Regions from separate parts of the Hordeum vulgare genome. Here region 2 is linked to region 1. A link is a contact called in public Hi-C data. All regions are on one chromosome and are shown on one strand. The core of a region is the stretch at or near the end of the contact, and the rest is flanking DNA. Distances in the headings are between cores, read along the strand shown.

The links. Hi-C and Micro-C count contacts between places; a contact is called where the count stands out from the background.
Region 2: a contact with region 1 is called in a Hi-C map of leaf, with 5 times the contacts expected there. The contact joins the promoter of LOC123401314 here to the promoter of LOC123401725 in region 1. A contact is called at or near these places in 4 of 6 Hi-C or Micro-C datasets (leaf and seedling) and 1 of 1 datasets of contacts at active chromatin or transcription factors (embryo).

The regions. Positions count from the first base shown.
Region 1 is chr6H:457,855,802-457,859,257 of MorexV3_pseudomolecules_assembly, forward strand. LOC123401725 (DNA topoisomerase 2) reads right to left here and starts at 1,531. Exons shown (of 21, transcript XM_045095581.1): 1 at 877-1,531; 2 at 32-321. The coding sequence starts at 1,443.
Region 2 is chr6H:458,156,946-458,160,401 of MorexV3_pseudomolecules_assembly, forward strand. LOC123401314 reads right to left here and starts at 1,820. Exons shown (of 4, transcript XM_045095094.1): 1 at 1,085-1,820. The coding sequence starts at 1,296.

The DNA.
Region 1 (3,456 bases), core at 281-2,780:
TCAAACTGGCAAGCAAAAAAGTATGGCAAACCTTGGTAGGTCGATTCCTTCTTTGGAAGCGGAGTCAATATACAGTTGCACGTAATCTGAGAAGCTTTTTACTGCCACCTTCTCGCCATTCAACTCAACCTTCACGGTTTTGCCAAGGGTGCCCGCCATGTCAACTACTCGCTTCATCATGAGTGCCACGACATCAGCTTCGAGCTCGGTCATGTTGAACTTTGCAAGGTCAGGCTTGAAGGTCACTTTGGTCCAGTTCTCTGATTGCTTGCACTTCTTAATCTCAGGCTCCGACTTCTTCCCCATGTTCTCAGAGAAAACCTGCACATGCATTCAAGGAGGAATGTCACAATGTATCATGTGCTTGGTGATTTGGGTGGCTGTGCCTAACGAACGTACAGGAGACATTAGTTAATATATACTCCTACTGTGTGTACCAATCCTACATTAAGGAAACCTTATGCGGCTAGGTTCCTCATACCGGCCAATGCTTGCAACTATCAAAGGAAACAATATTCGAATTCTTAGTATAGAATAATTAAGAAAACCTTGTTCAGGTAGGTTCAACAGACGAAAAAATTTGAACCAACCCTGCAAAATTTCTAGCCGTTTGCCGGATTAAACAACGCAAATGCTCCACTCTAATATCAAAATCTCGTTCACAGTAAGAAAAATAATAAGAAGTACAGTCTCGCACTCCAATATTAACAGATTATTATCAACTCTGGTGTGGTCACAACCAACCGCGCCTCAGTACAGTCACATGGCACATCGATTCTTCAGATGCGTGCAGTTCTAACTAATCCAGGCCCAAACAGCGACCCGAAAACCAGAATATCAACCGTAGAACGCTCACGGGGTCCATGATTGTCTCACCTGCCTGTACCTCTTCTGGCGGCGCCCGTCAGCGGTCTCGATGACGAACTCCGTGGAGAAGATGTTGGCGAGTTTGGCGCCGTAGCCGTTCCTCCCGCCGGTGGTCTTCCGCTCGTTGTCGTCGTAGTTACTGCTGGTGAGGAGATGGCCGAAGATGAGCTCCGGCACGTAGATGCCCTCCTCCTGGTGGATCTCGACGGGCACGCCGTCTCCGTTGTTGAAGACGGAGATGCAGCACCCCGCGACGTCGATGTCGACCTTGAGGGAGTCCATGGAGGGGTCGCGCTGCTTGTTGTCGGCGGCGTTGACGAGGATCTCGTCGAAGATCTTGTAGAGGCCGGGGACGTAGGTGACCTGCCGGTTCACCATGGCGCGGTTCTCGTAGACCCAGAGCGCCGCCGTGTGCTTCTCGATGGAGCCGACGTAGGTGTCCGGGCGCAGCAGGATGTGCTCCAGCTGCGTCTTCTTCTGGTACATCTCCTCGATGGTCTTCCCGGCGGCATCCCCCGCGGCGGAGTTGTGCGAGGAGCTGGACTTGAGCGGCGGCTTCTTCGCGGCGGGCGCCATGGCGGCACACAGAGGTTGTGTGGCCGCGCTAGGGTTTTGGTGGTGGGGGTGGAAATGCGAGGCGGGGGGTGGAATTGGGGATCTGGGGGAGGGGAGGGGAGGGGAATGGGGTGGGGTTTAAAGTGGACGGGCTGGGAGCGGAGGGGCAATTCGAAATTTGAATTTGGGGGAGCGGGCGACGCTGCGCGTGTGCGGCCAGCGGGTCCCGGTCGGATGGGGATTTTGGAGACGGCGGGTGAGCGACGGGACGGGAGTCGAACATACTCGAGCCTTCTTTTTCTTTTTCTTTTTTAAGACATGGAACATCCTCGAGCCGTTCCCTTCCCTTCACTCGCTGCAGCGCCCGTAAAATGGGCCGGGCCAGAGTGTCAAGTAAAACAAACTCAAGCTATTCCCGGTTACCTCGGACCTAAAAAGAAAAAACTTGACGGTTACCTCAGAAAAAAAAACACAGGAGAGAACAGGGTGCATCCAATCCCACTGTCGATCGCCGGCGAGTCCGCGGACTCCTTCATCCTCCGTCCGCCGGTTCGATGACGTAAGGATACAAGAGTCCCGGATCTCCGTGTCACAGCATCTTCAGTAACACGTTTAAACGGATGTGTGTACCGGTTTTAGACGATATGATCCAAAAACCAACGTCCAACACCTCGTCTAAACGGGCGTCTAAATGTGCATATCGTCTAAATGGTACTCGACGTCGTCCATGGCTGGAAGAAGGGTTGCATATCGTCTAAATGGTACTCGACGACGTAAACCCGTTATCCAAAGCTCAACCGAAGGCCACTTTCTCCTTCCTGCAAAGACCACGAAGAGGAGTGTCACCATCGTGAGCACGTCGTCGTGCTGCACCATTGGGCCGAGGTATGCCCTTTTTGCTCCCATAGATAGAGACTAGTACAAATGCCCGTGCGTTGCACCGGGCTAAAAAAAAGTGCAGAGCCCATTTGTTTTGTCATTAAATGTTAAATGTAAATTATAATATTAAATGTAAGACATCTATTTTTAGACGAAAGAAGTTTTTTTAAAAGTTTTAAATTATAATGTAATGCTTACATAAAAATTGGATTACTTTTTTAATAATAATTATCATTTTTATTGAGTGGTAATGATGTTTTGTTTTTTGATGGGTAATAGCATTTTTGTGTACAACATATTTTCAAAAAATAAATTGAATAATATATATTTTAAATTGTTTTTTGCACAACTTGCTAAACTCTTGCGAGTGAGCTACTCTGAGCATAGACACCAAGCCTCCGCACGAGACACAAAGCGCGTCCTCCGGAACACTTTGCTCATCTTCTTCTAAAAAAAACGTTCTCCTCATCTTCAACAAAAGGTTTGGCCTGGCATACTTGTTCATATTTTGTATTTCAGTGTTATATGCATACATTCTCGTCTGAATTTTCTGTTACTGATGGTTGATGATTCGATCAAGATTGTTGACATGAGCATCAAGGAAGCCGCATACCATGCATGGCTTGGTTACTATAACTCGAGAGCTGATGTTAGCAGAGACAAAGTCATGCTTACTGACCTGGCAAGTAGGTTCGGCGTCTCTATCGGCATGAAAAAGCCTCCGACGCTATATAGGAAAACCGCCTGGAAGATGGGGTTAAAGGGTGTACCGGGAATTCGGATAAGAAAATGAATAACCAAGCTACATTTTGTCTTCCATTCTGTAATTCGTCTTATTTCTAATTGTCCCTACATCAAGTCTGAAAATGATCTATATATCTTGTCCACTGGCTCAAACAAAGAACGACTCATATTTTTCCTGGAGCCTTACACTCATGTGAAAGAGCTATGGTCAACTGTGACATATATATGTTACCATTGGCATTATTGATGTATTGTTTGTAGCTACTACTTGTCTCTGCTGACTTGTGGCTTTTGTTCTTACAGACAAGAGGCCTGAGGATTGTGACTAAAGTGTTGATGTCCTCACTTGATATTCTGTAAACAGAGAAAGAAGAGGAAAGAAGACTCATGATTATTCTTTGAAAGACGATG
Region 2 (3,456 bases), core at 570-3,069, 300 kb after region 1:
AAATATTTTTCACTAAATACCTAACCACAGGATACAATTAAAAACAGCCGTGCAAGTTCCCCAAAAAAGAACAATTTAATGGTTTGAATATGCAACAACTCTGTAAGGGAATCTACAATCGTTGGCGCTTAAACAGGAAAAGAAAAATACAAGTGTCTCTCTTCCAGTGCTAAGGTGCAAACCGCCGTGCAAGTTCCCCAAAAAAGAACAATTTAATGGTTTGAATATGCAACAACTCTGTAAGGGAATCTACAATCGTTGGCGCTTAAACAGGAAAAGATAAATACAAGTGTCTCTCTTCCAGTGCTAAGGCGCAAACCACTGCCCCTATCCATGATTAGAAACATACTAGTTCAAAAAGGCGTGCCTAGGTTCTAGGCGATAGCAAAACGTCTAGCACTTAATTGCACTTAATGTGCACATAATTGCGCTTAAGCATGCGCTTTGGTCAGAAGAACACAAGGCGCTGGCAAAACGTACAATTAATGCCTAGCGCTCTTTTTAACTTTGATTAGAAATATATTCACACAAAAAACACGATTAGACATAGCGGTTCTTGTCTTTTCTCATGCGGAAAAGATCGCACAGAGCTCGTGGCAAGATTTTGCGCCGATGCCGCATCAAACGCTAGGAATTGATGACGCAACCGCCGATCGGCTGGGAAATGTTCCCTGGCACCCTCTCCTAGCGCCGGGCGTTGGAAATGGCCTAATGTATCATGTGAACAGATCAAAATTTCATCTCAAAATGCATGCACAGACAGCAAATAAGCTGGTACCGAGCTTAACAGCGAGCATGAAAAAACAGATTTCCGGGTACAATCAGAGGCGGAGCCACCTCCCAGGCTCCTCGAACAAAACTTGATTGGGGTTATAGCATGATTTAGGATTCAACTAGCTGATTTCATGGACAAATGCTACTCTTAATGATAGCAGTTAGACTCTGCCTAGGCATTGTTTCTTCCATCAAAGTTCCAAACTCAGCGTCCTAAATGCAGCATCAGAAACAACTGGTAATCGAACTTAACAGGGCGTCTTCTTCTTCTTGAGAAGAAAACCAAAAAGGCAGGAGAGTGGAAACTTACACGCTGGCGTCCTCGCGGCCGAGAAGCTTGACCGGCGTGCCGGACCTTGGGGACATGATCTGCGACGGCGGCAGCTCGTCTTGGCCCAGGATCCTGCCGGGCCACCAGGAGCCGTTCCTCCGGCGCACCCACACGATGGTCCCCGGCGAGGTGTCCCCGACGCTGCAGCAGGCCTCGTCCGCGTCTCCTCCTCCCTCGGAGCCTCCCCCCATCCCGCCCCGCCTCCCACCGCCAGGCCAAACCCTAACGAACTAACCGCGCCTCCTCAGCCCGCTTCTAGAAGCTTCCCTCGCCCTCGAGATCTGCCTTCCATTCAAGTCACGGAGGGCGCCGGCATCCGGGAGGCGCCCTCCCCGGCGCCTCCTCAGCGCGGCAGGTTCGGCCGAGATCGCGCTGCGCTCGCCCCCGCCCCGCCTCCGGCAGCTTCTAGAAGCTTATCCCGCGGGGCTCCTGGAGCCGCCTCCTCGTCGCCGTCGCCGTCGCCCTCCCTCTCCTCTTCTCTCCTCCACCCTCGGCGGGGTGGGGCCTTGGCGGTGCGCTGGCTCGAGGCCGGCACGGCGGACGGCTCCGGCGCGGCTCCGGAATGTGTTTCTTCTCGCTCCTCGTTCTAGAAGGAAAAAAAATTAAAGAAAGTGGGAAATAGAAAGGTGTTCTTTTCTCTTTTCTTTTGGAGCGGTTTGTTGTTCTTGGCTGGTCTGGACCGCGTGGAGGGGGGGAAATGTGGAAGGGAAAAGAGACGGCAACCGACGCGCTGGCCTGGCTGGTCGAGTCGAGCCCGGGCACGGAAACCAGGAGCGGCGCCAGCGCGCGAGGAGGTATCTATGGGTCATTCAACCGTGTCCGTATATGTTTCAAACGTGATTTGAATATGAATCAGATATTTTCCATGTAAACATTCAAATCAGATAGTAATTTTTATGTAAATCGGATAATTTCCATATAACCCAGATCAAAATCTTTATATTTTCAACATATTTCAACTAATAAAAGTGGGCGAGACTTTTTTAACCTATAGTCTAAATGATCGTCCGCAGCGACAGCGTCCGTATTCCACATCTTGTTTTTGCATGTCCGGTAAGCTCATCAGCCTTGAGCCCCGGAAAGTTAAGTTGTGCACAGGAAGGGGGGTAGGATATGGGGTGTGGCCCTCGTGGGACCCAAGCCATGGTGACGCTCCATGTCCTCTTCTTTTTTGTCGGAATTAGGCTAGTCGACGGCGTTGGTCGTGGATGGGACGTCCTCACTGTCATCACCATCGACTGAAGGAGCACAAGGCAGTCGTTGTTGGGAACGTCGGATGCCATGATGATGATGAGGAGGAGGACATTATTTCCAGGGCGGCGCAAGGTGTAGGGCATTTGATGGCCGGGTCCTTCACATTTCTCCACGTGATGTTGCATAGGATGTCACCTCCGGCAAGGTCTCCGTAACGAGCAGGTTTGGTCGACAGTGGCGAGGAGCACGACTCTGCGTGATGGAGGTGAGGACATGGTTGTGGGATCCGAAGTATGTCTAGGGTATATTAGACTACTTGACCAAATAAAAACTTAGTTTTTCCTCAATTTTAGTTGTGGGTAAGGTTTAGCAATTGCTGTAAATCAAGCACACCCTACACATGCAAGTCTAAGAGTATAACAGCGGAAAGTAAAGTCATGCACATGTAAATAGAGGGTAGGGATAGGAAGATCAAATGCAAAGGTTGACTCGGCGATTTTTGGCGTGGTTCCGATAGGTGGTGCTATCGTACGTCCACATTAGTGGAGACTTCCACCCACGAAGGGTAACGGTTGCGCGAGTCCATGGAGGGATCCACCCACGAAGAGTCCATGAAGAAGCAGTCTTGTCTATTCCACCATGTCTTACGTCCACGAAGGACTAGCCTTACTCGGGATAGATCTTCACGAAGTAGGCGATCTCCTTGCCCTCACAAACTTATTGGTTCAACTCCACAACACGAAGTAGAAGGCTCCCAAACGACACCTAACCAATCTAGGAGGCATCACCCTTCAAAAGGTAATATATGCGGTAGTACGATGAACTCCTTCCTCTCGTGCTTCAAAAGATAGTCTCCTCAACACTCAATCACTCTCTCATAGATTTGGTTTGGATAGAAGAGATTGATTGGGTGGAAAGAAACTTGTGGAGGCTAGAGATCAAGTCTCAAATGGATGGATTGGAATATCTTGATCCCAACACATGAGTGGGTGGCTTTCTCACAGAAAAATGGATATGGCAAGTGTATGCGTATTCTGCATGCTTCCTCTTCGAATGAGAGGTGGTGGATGGGTATATATAGGCATCTCCAAAAATCCAACCATTACAACATTATTGCCCAACTCGGTGGCACCAACTAGTGCAAAATGTGGCAACTT